2 separate regions of the Sus scrofa genome follow, and region 1 is linked to region 2. The links are chromatin contacts, called in public Hi-C maps. All regions are on one chromosome and are shown on one strand. Each heading gives the region's core, a stretch centred on a gene start, on an enhancer-like site or on the middle of the called end of the contact. The rest is flanking DNA. Distances are from core to core; before and after follow the strand shown.

What was found. A called contact is a pair of places that touch in the nucleus more often than the background predicts.
Region 1: a Hi-C map of embryonic fibroblasts shows a contact between it and region 2, with 4 times the contacts expected there. The contact joins two enhancer-like sites. A contact is called at or near these places in 3 of 47 Hi-C or Micro-C datasets (adipocytes, embryonic fibroblasts and fibroblasts) and 1 of 2 datasets of contacts at active chromatin or transcription factors (skeletal muscle).

The regions. Positions count from the first base shown.
Region 1 is chr7:10,908,173-10,913,039 of Sscrofa11.1, forward strand. No RefSeq gene overlaps it. Among named protein-coding and RNA genes, the nearest start is that of MIR9807, 150 kb to the left of the region's middle. Within about 2 kb of position 2,344, at least 28 of the 83 cell types and tissues checked have an H3K27ac peak or open chromatin away from gene starts, as enhancers often do. A contact at or near this core is called in embryonic fibroblasts, where this site is marked.
Region 2 is chr7:10,516,913-10,522,092 of Sscrofa11.1, forward strand. All of the region lies in intron 2 of LOC106507125 (a long non-coding RNA gene), which reads left to right. Among named protein-coding and RNA genes, the nearest start is that of CD83, 170 kb to the left of the region's middle. Within about 2 kb of position 2,134, at least 7 of the 83 cell types and tissues checked have an H3K27ac peak or open chromatin away from gene starts, as enhancers often do. A contact at or near this core is called in embryonic fibroblasts, where this site is marked.

The sequences.
Region 1 (4,867 bases), core at 1,094-3,593, 390 kb after region 2:
GCTAGGGGTCGAATCGGAGCTTAGCCACTGGCCTACACCAGAGCCACAGCAACGTGAGATCCGAGCTGCGTCTGCAACCTACACCACAGCTCACGGCAACCCCGGATCGTTAACCCACTGAGCAAGGGCAGGGACCGAACCCGCAACCTCATGGTTCCTAGTCGGATTCGTTAACCACTGCGCCATGGCAGGAACTCCTTGACAGACATTTTAATGCTTACGCATGCTCTGGTTTTATGGGGTCTATGTGTATGTAGCTTCTATTCCCTTAAACGGATTAGGAGCTTCCTAAGGACAGTAACCAAGCATACCCTGGATTTTAGGTTCCCCATTGAGTTCCCAGCACAGTGCTACATGCGCCGAGGGTACTTATCAATTACCTCCTGCCCAACAATTTCCAAAGTTAAAATACAGCTCAAATTTCTCGTTTCAAATATGGCACAGTTCGGAGTTCCTGTTGTGGCGCAGTGGAAACAAATCTGACTAGTATCCATGAGGATGCAGGTTCGATCCCTGGCCTTGCTCAGTGGGTCAGGGATCTGGCATGGCCGTGAGCTGTGGTGTAGGTCCCAGCCTTGGCTCAGATCCCGTGTTGCTGTGGCTGTGATGCAGGCCTGCACCTGCAGCTCCGAATCGACCCCTTGCCTAGAAACTTCCATATGCCGTGGGTGTGGCCGTAGAAAGAAAAAAGTATATGGCACAGTAAACTAAGGCAGTAGTAGCTCTAACCTGAGCAAAATCTAAACCCTTAGAGTGAGGGGTTTTATGTACTCAAGGGTCTCCTTTTACAGGCCACCAGTTTGCTGAGAGTGTAGACAGCCCCCAGCTTCACAAGGTTGTCTTGTTTGTGATTGGAACCTAGAAATGCAAGCCCTTGAAAGAGTCTGACTCAAGAGTTCAGCCCTCATTTGCCCAAGAAGAAAGGTGCCCATAGCCAAGTCAAGCTGACCGGGTGAAAGCTAGGGTGTTCAGTTTCCTTTCAAATCAGCCACTATAATTGCCACTCGCATTTCACATGGCACAGATCACACCTGTGTTGTGGGGCCAGGAACAGTGGCCAGCTCACCACCTTCAGAAACCCGGGTGGCTCAGGTCCAAGGCAAACAAGACTGAACAGATGAACCACGCAGTGAGAACTGTAACATGCCACTGTAATCCAGGGAACCTACCCACAACCCAGCAGGGCAGGGTGTAGCCCGGAACGTGCCGGATTTAGGGTCCATTCCACCTTCAGCTCTGGGAAGGTGAGTCCCTGCTAACTGCTAGCGTCAAGAAACTCTCTTGCCTCTTCCTGGTCTGAAAATGTCGTTAGTCCAGTTCGATGAAGCTTCATCTTAGAAGTGAGGTGTGGCCATCTCCACGGCAGACCTGGCCTCACAAAGTCTGTACACAGAGGACAAGCCAGCCACCGACACTCCCAAGCCTGTCTGTTATGAATTAAGCTCACGGGAGCTGGTAACCACTTAGGGTGTTCCATGAACTTCGGAGGATACTGTTCTAGGAAGGCAGCCCCTCCATGTCCATTAGTTCAAAAGCCAGTCAGAATGGAAAGTGAGAGTGAAGTTGAGATGCCGTAGATTCCGCAACTTCTAAATTTAGTTAGCTCTGCACCCCCCCCAGGCCTCCCAGCCGGGAAAAACTATAGCAACTGGGTGAAAAGAGAGGGAGGATGTAACGCACTTCCCAGGTACAGCCAGGGCCTCGCGCAGTGGAGACGCTGACAGTGCCAGGTGGCTCCCGTCTTCATTCTCCTGTGATGCCAGCACCCTCTTTAGGATTCTCCCCAAGGCCGCTTAAAACACCCCTGGAAGCTCTGAAGAGGGTCCTCCAGGTTCAGGACCCTGCAGAGGGGGAAATGCAACCAGCTCTGCTGACCCTGGGGTGCACAGTGAGGTTGGTTCCTGAGTGTGAAGAAAGTTGCAGCGTGGATGTAACTGCTGCTACGGCAAGGGCCTGCCTCTGTGGGGGTGAGGCAGTAGGGCCGTGGTGCCCCTCACAGGAGGTGCAGGCGAGGGGAACCCACAGAAAACAGAGGAAGCAGTCCCTTCTGCAGGGGTGAGCTCTCCCTCTAGCGCCTCCTACCGGCCGAGCGAGCTGAGCAAGGAGAAGGGTGGTTTCTGGGGGCCCAGTCGGGGCGAGGTGAAATCCAATGTGGAAGGACGGGCGTGGAGTCAGGAGGCAATAACTTAATAACTGACACCCCTGAATGAGACAGGAAGGCTCCAAGGGCTCTGAATGAGGGGGTGACAGAGATGACTCACGGAGGCGGGGAGGAGAGCGGTCACGGCGGAGGTGGGAGGAGGTGGCTGGGTTCTGGATATTGTTAGTCTCGCTGGATTCGCTGATGACGTGCCTGTGGGCTGGGAGAGAGCGAGGAGTCAAGGGTGACTCCCACATCTTGGCCTGAGTCACTGAATGGAGACAAATCCTCAGGAAAGGGAAGGTCAGGGCAGAGCAGGCTCCCAAAAAGAGGGCCATCTGGAGCTCGGCGGGGGGCAGGTGAGCTCCGAGGGGCCCCAGCCTGCAGCTCAGGCAAGGAAAGGTCTGGGTCAGAGGTGTGAGACGGCCCACCAGAGAGATGCCTTGTAGAGCCAGGGGGGCGCATGGGATCAGCAGCGGTGTGTCAGCACTGCTCAGAAGGCCCAGCAGCCAGGAATGGGATCTGGAGTCAGGATGAGGTAGATCTGAATCTGATTCTCCCACCATTGGATATTCCCGGGCAGGTCTTCACCCCCTGAGCTTTGATTCCTCATCTGCAAAGTGGGGGTGCCAAGCATACTGGTGGCTTTGGTCCTCTGAGAGGATGCCGTGCAGTGAAGGAAGGAAAGCCCCCCAAGCCAGCACCTGACACACATTCCAGGCTGGAGAGCGAGGCCGCATCAAGTCTGTCCTCTCGGGGTGGGGTGGAGGGGGGGGACTAAGGACAGAGGACGTCAGGAGGGGAACTTGAGTGCCTCCTGACCTCCGGATGAATGTGGGCTCATGGGAGGCGGGGGGAACCGCTCCTCTTACTTGTGAATAACTGGCCTCGGAGTGAGAGACACAGGGCAACCATCAGCTATGAACAAAAAGGAAAGTCAGATTCACAAAAGGATTGTCTTTAAAAAAAAAAATCAGCAATCTTTGAAAAAGCCAGAACTGAGTTTGCAGGGCAAGAGCAACAGAGAAACAGACTCCTGCCGCGGGCTGAGCCAGGAGGCGCCAGTGCGTGCCTGCCGGGAGCCGGGAGGGGAGCTGGGCTGAGTCAGCCCGGGCGCTGCATCACGACACTCGCCCCCACACGCCAGTCACCACCCGCGGCAGATCCGCCTGGGAGCGACCCCAGCCTCCCGTTAATTGTTCACCTCTCATCAAGCACTCTCACAGGAGGCAGGCGTGTCTGTCCAAGGGCCCCGCTGCGGGGTTCTGGAAGGTGCTACTGTATTCCTGGCCCAAGAACTGAGGCCAGCTGCTTGCACAGGGCGCGCCCCTCCTGGGGGGTAGGTCAACTCAGGAAACCAAGCCACAGATCACGACGCTCAGAAAATCCAGCAGTGCAGTGAGGGAGTCTGGCCGTCCTTGGGGAGCTCCTTAAAAGCACCCCGCCTGCTGGACCCCCGGGGCGGGGGCGGGGGAGAAGAGCAGCGCCCCCATCCCCATCCCCAGGGAGGCAGGAGGGACTTCTGAACAGTCTCTCCACGGTCACCTCATTTGGTATCCGAAGCTCTTTGCGTCGCTCTGTTTACAGCAGCCTTTTCCTGCACAAGTTCCCAGCACTTTCACAATGTAAAAAATGACTGTCCGGGGATTCTGCTCCAAGCAGCTGTTTCTGGATGCTCGGACAGAGCCATCTGGAACAGAGATTCCCAACCTCAGCTGCAATCCGAGTATCTGGGGGAGGCGCTCACGGCACCGATGCCTGAGCTCGCCCGGCCGACTGCTACGGGCTACACCGTGTCCCCCCAGATTCATGGTGGAAGTCCTAACCCCAGCGCCTCAGAGGGTGCTCCTCTTGGCCATCAGGTCTTTGGAGGGTGGCTAAAGTGAAAGGAGGTCACGACAGTGGGCCAGCTCCAATGTGACCCGTGTCCTCATGAGAACAGGAGATGAGAGCACGGACCCCCTGTAAGGATGCGGGAAGAAGGCAGGCGGCTGCAAGCCCAGCAGAGAGGCCTCAGAAGAAACTAACGCTGCCAGGGCCTTGATCTTGGACTTCTAGCCCCCAGAGCTGCGAGACAATACATGTCTGCTGTTTAAGCACCACCCCACCCCCTGAAGTCTGTAGAACTTTGCTGTGGCAGCCCCAGGAAATAAACACACCGACTGAGTCAGACTCTGTGGGAATGAGGCCCAGGCATCAGTATTTACGAAGGTTCTTCACGTGTCTGGACTGCAGCTGCATTTTAGAATTCGCTGTTCTAGGCAATAAATCCCCTCCAGGCCGCTCAAACCCAGGCTGACCCTCAGGACTGCTTCACTAAGACGGCGTCACTCGAGGGGCTTGGTGTAACTTCCCTCCCTCCTTCCATCTTGAGAATAGCGAATCGGACAGATCGTTGCCCTCGCCTCGACCTCAGGCTCAGCGTCAATGAAGTTCCATCCACCCTCCTTCCACTAAAACCTGAAACCACTGGGTGTTTCCTAAGAAAATCTCTAACAAAGTCGAGGGCCTAGAAAAGGGCTCTAATCTGATGAACGACCCCGGGGGAGGGAAAAGTCTGCTTCGAAGGCAATCGAGGGACGAAGAGGCCACATCTTCCCTCTTTGGAGCACGGCCCAGTCAAACAGAATGTCTTTTTTTGGTCCACAGTAACATCTTCCTCGGAACGGTCAAGTGGCCCTCTTAAGTGCAGGCAGGGACAGGGGCAGCGGTCTCTGGGAACGGCCA
Region 2 (5,180 bases), core at 884-3,383:
CCGTACATGTCATTTACCTGTGAGAGATGGCAGCGGGTGTCCAGGGCAGGTGGCCCACCTCTCTCAACTGTTCATTCTGTCTCTGTACCCCCGTGATCCTGTTTCTCCTAACAGGCACTTAGCCTATGGAGTAAACTCAATGGAACAGCCTAGTGATAAAATGCTGAGTGACAGTGACCTCCGAGAGTGGCCTGGCCATGAAATGTTGGTGTTGAATCTGCAGGTCGACTGCATGTAAAGCTTATGTACCATTTCATTGTATTGTTGCAGAAGAGAGGGGATGGGGGGGGGGGTGGAGGAGAGAGGAGGAGGGGGAGGAGGAGGAAGGGAAGAAGCAGAAGAATAAGGAAGTGTGTAGCACTGGAAGGAACATCTGGTCTACCCCAGGGATTTCAGTGAGTGAGTGTGTGTGTGTGTGTGTGTGTGTGTCTGGGCAGATTGTGCAGGAATCTCAAAGAGGTGGTGGTGGGGGTCAGGCACACTGCCTACTGTTGCCAGGTGAGTGGGAGCTGAGACCTAGCAGTGATGGGCTCGCCAAGGTGGGCACCTTGGAGGGACTTGAATCTGCTGTTTAGGGCAGCCTCTCTTTAATTTGCTCCAAGGGGCAGGGGGGGCCAGAGGTGGTCCTACAGAGGGAGGTGTGCTGTCATTTGAAAACAAAGCAGTTTCGATACTAAAAGTGACCCATGTCACCCTTTAGCTCCCACTGTCTAGAATAGAAAAATGTGTGGCCAACAGGTGTGCCACCCATATCAATGTACACTTTTTTTTTTCAGAAGCAAAATACACTCCAATATCACAGTGGCTATGATTTGACATTATTGGAATAACAACATTAAATTGACTATGAAATTCTGAATAAAGGAAGGCCTGGCAGCTTCCACTGGGTCTAAGGATGCCAAAGCTGTTTTACCTGTGTCTTATGTCCTAGAAGCTGGATGCTCACTGAGGGGTGAAGAATAAACCTGGCCCCGTGGCCCCTGGTGTCGGGACTCCTCAGCCTGGCCTGCGGATTAACCAGGGTGAAGGCCCATGTGGGAGGTGCTGTTCCAACCCCAGGGGAAGGCCATGGAAGAACACAGGCCCTGAGAGCAAGGCTCCAGCTCTGCCTGGAGTCGTCCATAGGCCCCAGTCAGGGAAAGGAAAAGAATGCTCCCAACAGATCAAAGCCCTCAGTCTCTTAAAATGGAAATGAACATTTTTAAAAAGGCCTTTCTCAAGGGAGAAATATGCAGTAAATCTGAGCTTTTGAAAGACAACTGGGGCCTGTGCTGGTTTTTGAATAACTTGCCATTTAATAAATGTTCTATTTTTGACCCTTTAGGGAAATATACAACCCCATCTGAAAACTTACGGGCCAAAATAATTTAACTTTAAAAAAAAAAAAACTCCTCATTTTTCTAAGTTGTGTGATGGAGATACATGATCGGAAAGCTTTCTTTTTACGGTTTCACCATGAGCGAGGTCATTTCACAGGAGCAAAATGCTTTTCTCTGCATAGCAAGTCCGGTTTGGTGCGTTTGGGGCAAGTTAAGTCCCAAGCTCGAGGTCTCAGGCAGGCTCTGTGAAGAGAAACCAGAGCGTTGAAGACCTGCTCTTGGTTTCCTGCTAAGATTTCGGTGAGGGTAACATAAAACAGCGGCCCAGCGATCTCTTTAAGGTGTGCGCGTGCGTGCGTGCGTGCGTGCGTGCGTGCGTGCGTGTGTGTAGATACATAGAGAGTTTGAAGCCCAAGACCGTAGTTCTTACATCGCCAGTCCTGGCGTCAAGGAAGTACTCAATGCGTGTTTGAATTTAGTTGGCAGGTATTGTTCTCATCTTTCCTGATCCCTGCAGTCCTGAGCACACAGTGTGTCCATAGTTTATTCTTGCTGCCTTATAAAATCGTAGCTGTGCTTGACCGTCTTTGGATGGGGGCACAGAGGACCCAGGAAAGTAGCATCCTATTAACTAGAGCCTTGCATTGTTAAAAAAATCCCACAGGCTCATCTTATCTTTGTTGCGGAGATTGAGTCTCATTTTCACGAGTAGGTGCAGCAGACATATTTATTCACCTCACTGTATCCCCATCCCTTTCTGCTGAGTCTCGAGAGCAACCGTCCCCACAGCATCCAGCTGGGATTCCCACTAACCCAACTCAGAGTCAAGGGCTGAGAGAATTCAGGATCTGAGGAATGACTCAGAGACCACATGGAGTTCGGTTCTGCATGTTTTCTTTGAGCACAGGCCAGCAAAGACCATGGCCTCACATAATTTTTCTGCTGGGTGTGGAAGAGTGCCATAGAGAGATGATTCATGAGAAGAAATTGTCGACTTTCTGCCTGGAACGGAGTGGAAAAAACTTGGTTGGAAAAAAATCCCAGACATGCACACAAAAGACACATAGTACCAAATTTATATCTTTAGCTTTGGGAATCTACATTCATTATTTCTCTCACTTGACTGGAAAAGGGGTAAAAATTGGGCCACAAAGCTCTTGTTGGGCTGTAAATAAGATTTTGATTATGCATTAGTCTGGTGCCGTAATAGTAGCTAATATTTGCTTTACGTTCCTCAATTTATAGGGTACTTTTCCTATATATTTAACCTTCATGTTAGCCCTGAATATAGGTATTGTTCTTTTACAAACGTTTACCTGATGAGAAACAGACTCTTTATGAGAGGGTATATGGACAATAAGAGTACAAGCAATTTAACCCAAACTCTCTGCATCATGAGATCCTTGTTTCAGCCACAAGGTGACTTACTGCAATCTCGTGCCAATTCTGCAGCACCAACTGAGAGTCCATAATTCAATTCAGTTCTTTAAAATTTTTTTTATTATAATTGATTTACAATGTTCTGTCAGTTTCTGCTGTACAGCAAAGTGACCCAGTCATATATACATATATATACATACGCACATATATATGTATATATATATATGCATATTCTTCTTCTCACATTATCCTCCGTCATGTTCCATCACAAGTGACCAGATATAGTTCCCTGTGCTATACAGCAGGATCTCATTGCTTATCCACTCTAAATACAATAGTTTGCATCTCCTAACCCCAAACTCCCAGTCTATCCCACTCCCTCCCCCTCCCTCTTGGCAACCACAAGTCTGTTCTCCATGTCTCTGTGTTTGTTTCTTTTCTGTAGGTAGGTTCATTTGTGCCATATATTAGATTCCAGATGTAAGTGACATTTTATGGTATTTGTCTTCCTCTTTCTGACTTAGTATGAGAGTCTCTAGTTCCATCCATGTTGCTGCAAATGGCATTACTTTGTTCTTTTTATGTCTGAGTAGTATTCCATTATGTATATGTACCACATCTTTTTAATCCATTCATCTTTTGATGGGCATTTAGGTTGTTTCCATGTCTTGGCTATCGTGCATAGTGCTGCAATGAATATAGGGGTGCATGTGTCTTTTTTAGTGAAAATTTTGTCTGGATATATGCCCAGGAGTGAGATTGCTGGGTCACATGGTAGTTCTATACTTAGTTTTCTGAAGAACCTCCATATTGCTTTCCATAGGGGTTGTACCAATTTACATTCCCACCAACCGTGAAGGTGGGTACTCTTTTCTCCATACCCACTCCAGCATCTGTTATTTGTTGACTTGTTAATGATGGCCATTCTGACCAGTGTCAGATTCAGTTCTGATGTTAACTAACCAGAGTTTGCATCAGATCCCACAAGTGAAAGGCTAAGTAGGGCAGACTTGTGGTTGCCAAGGTGAGCGGGGAGCGGGGAGGGAGTGGGATGTTTGGGAGTTTGGGGCTGGTGGATGCAAACTGTCAACGTTTGGAATGGATGGGCAGTGGGGTTCTCCTGTACAGCACAGGGGTCGCTTTGCCGTACAACAGAAATTGAAGAAACACTGTAAATCAACTAGACTTTAATTAAAAAAAAATGTTTTTAAAGCAAGGGCAAGGTGTCTAACGAGACTATTCTTACTTCAGACACCAGCCATTAGCGGGGTCCCCAGTCTATCCATACTTCTGCCAACTTGGCTATAAATTCACTGGTTTCCATGATTCCTTCCGAATCAGGAATTTACTGGGATGACTCACCAAACTCAGGAAAGTGCTATGTTTACAATTACTGTTTTACTCTAAAGCTGCAAGTCAACATGCAGATGAAGGAACACGTAGGGAGTGGGCGTCCGTGCCTTCTCCTCATGGAATCCAGGTGTGTTGCCCCCCAGGACATCTGTGTGGGGGGGAATCCACCAGGAAGTTCTCTGAGCCTTCTTGTTTCATTATTCTTATTTTTATAAATCAGTGTTTCATCATGTAGACATGGTTGATTAATCATTGACCAGTGCCTGAAGTCAGTCCCCAGTCCCTCTCCCACTCCCAGAGGTCAGAGGATGGGGCTGAAATGCCAACCCTCTAGTCACGTGGTTGGAGTTCAGGCACCAGGCTGGATGCTGAACTTATCTCCAGACCTCATTAGCACAGACTCAGGTAGGGCAGAAAGGTGCGCCTTAGGAATTAAAAAGGACACGCCCATCTCTCAGGATATTCCAGGGGCTTTTGAAGTTCTGTGCCAGAACTCAGGACAAGGACCACTCGTGTTCTGTGTTAAATCACAGTGGTCTCTCGTAGGTGGGTTCCAACTAGGGCCACCATCAATAGCCACCTGCCACCCCCGTAGGCGCAAGTGATTCCCCCCCGCTCCAACCTTAAGAGATGGAACCAGTCCCCCTTCCTTGAATGTGGCCTGACCGTGTAACTTGCTTTGACTAACAGAATGCAAGTCAAAGACTTCTGAGCCCAGGTCTTAAAAGAACTGATATCTTCTGCCTTTTCTCTGGGGGGACATTCCCTTTGGAATTCAGCACCATGCTTTTAGATTGGGAGCCAGTCTATTACTATGATGCTGTACTGTTCAATTTTTTTTGAAATGCCATTTCTTCTGAGATTGCCCTCAAAAATGGCAAGACATCTCTGGTACATATTTCTAATTCTTTACCAAAATGCAGCCTTTCTTCTCCTGTAGAGTTAGAAGCTGAATATATATGGCTGCTCTAGTAATAAAATGGCCCCTGAGTATGTGCTTCTACAAAATGTGGAGGATTCACCAAATGTAGGCAGTGAAAATGGTAACTAGGTAACTATAATGAGTAACCAGACCTACTTGCATGAGTCCCTTTGCTGGGTACTAGCAGATGTGGCTACATGGAAAAT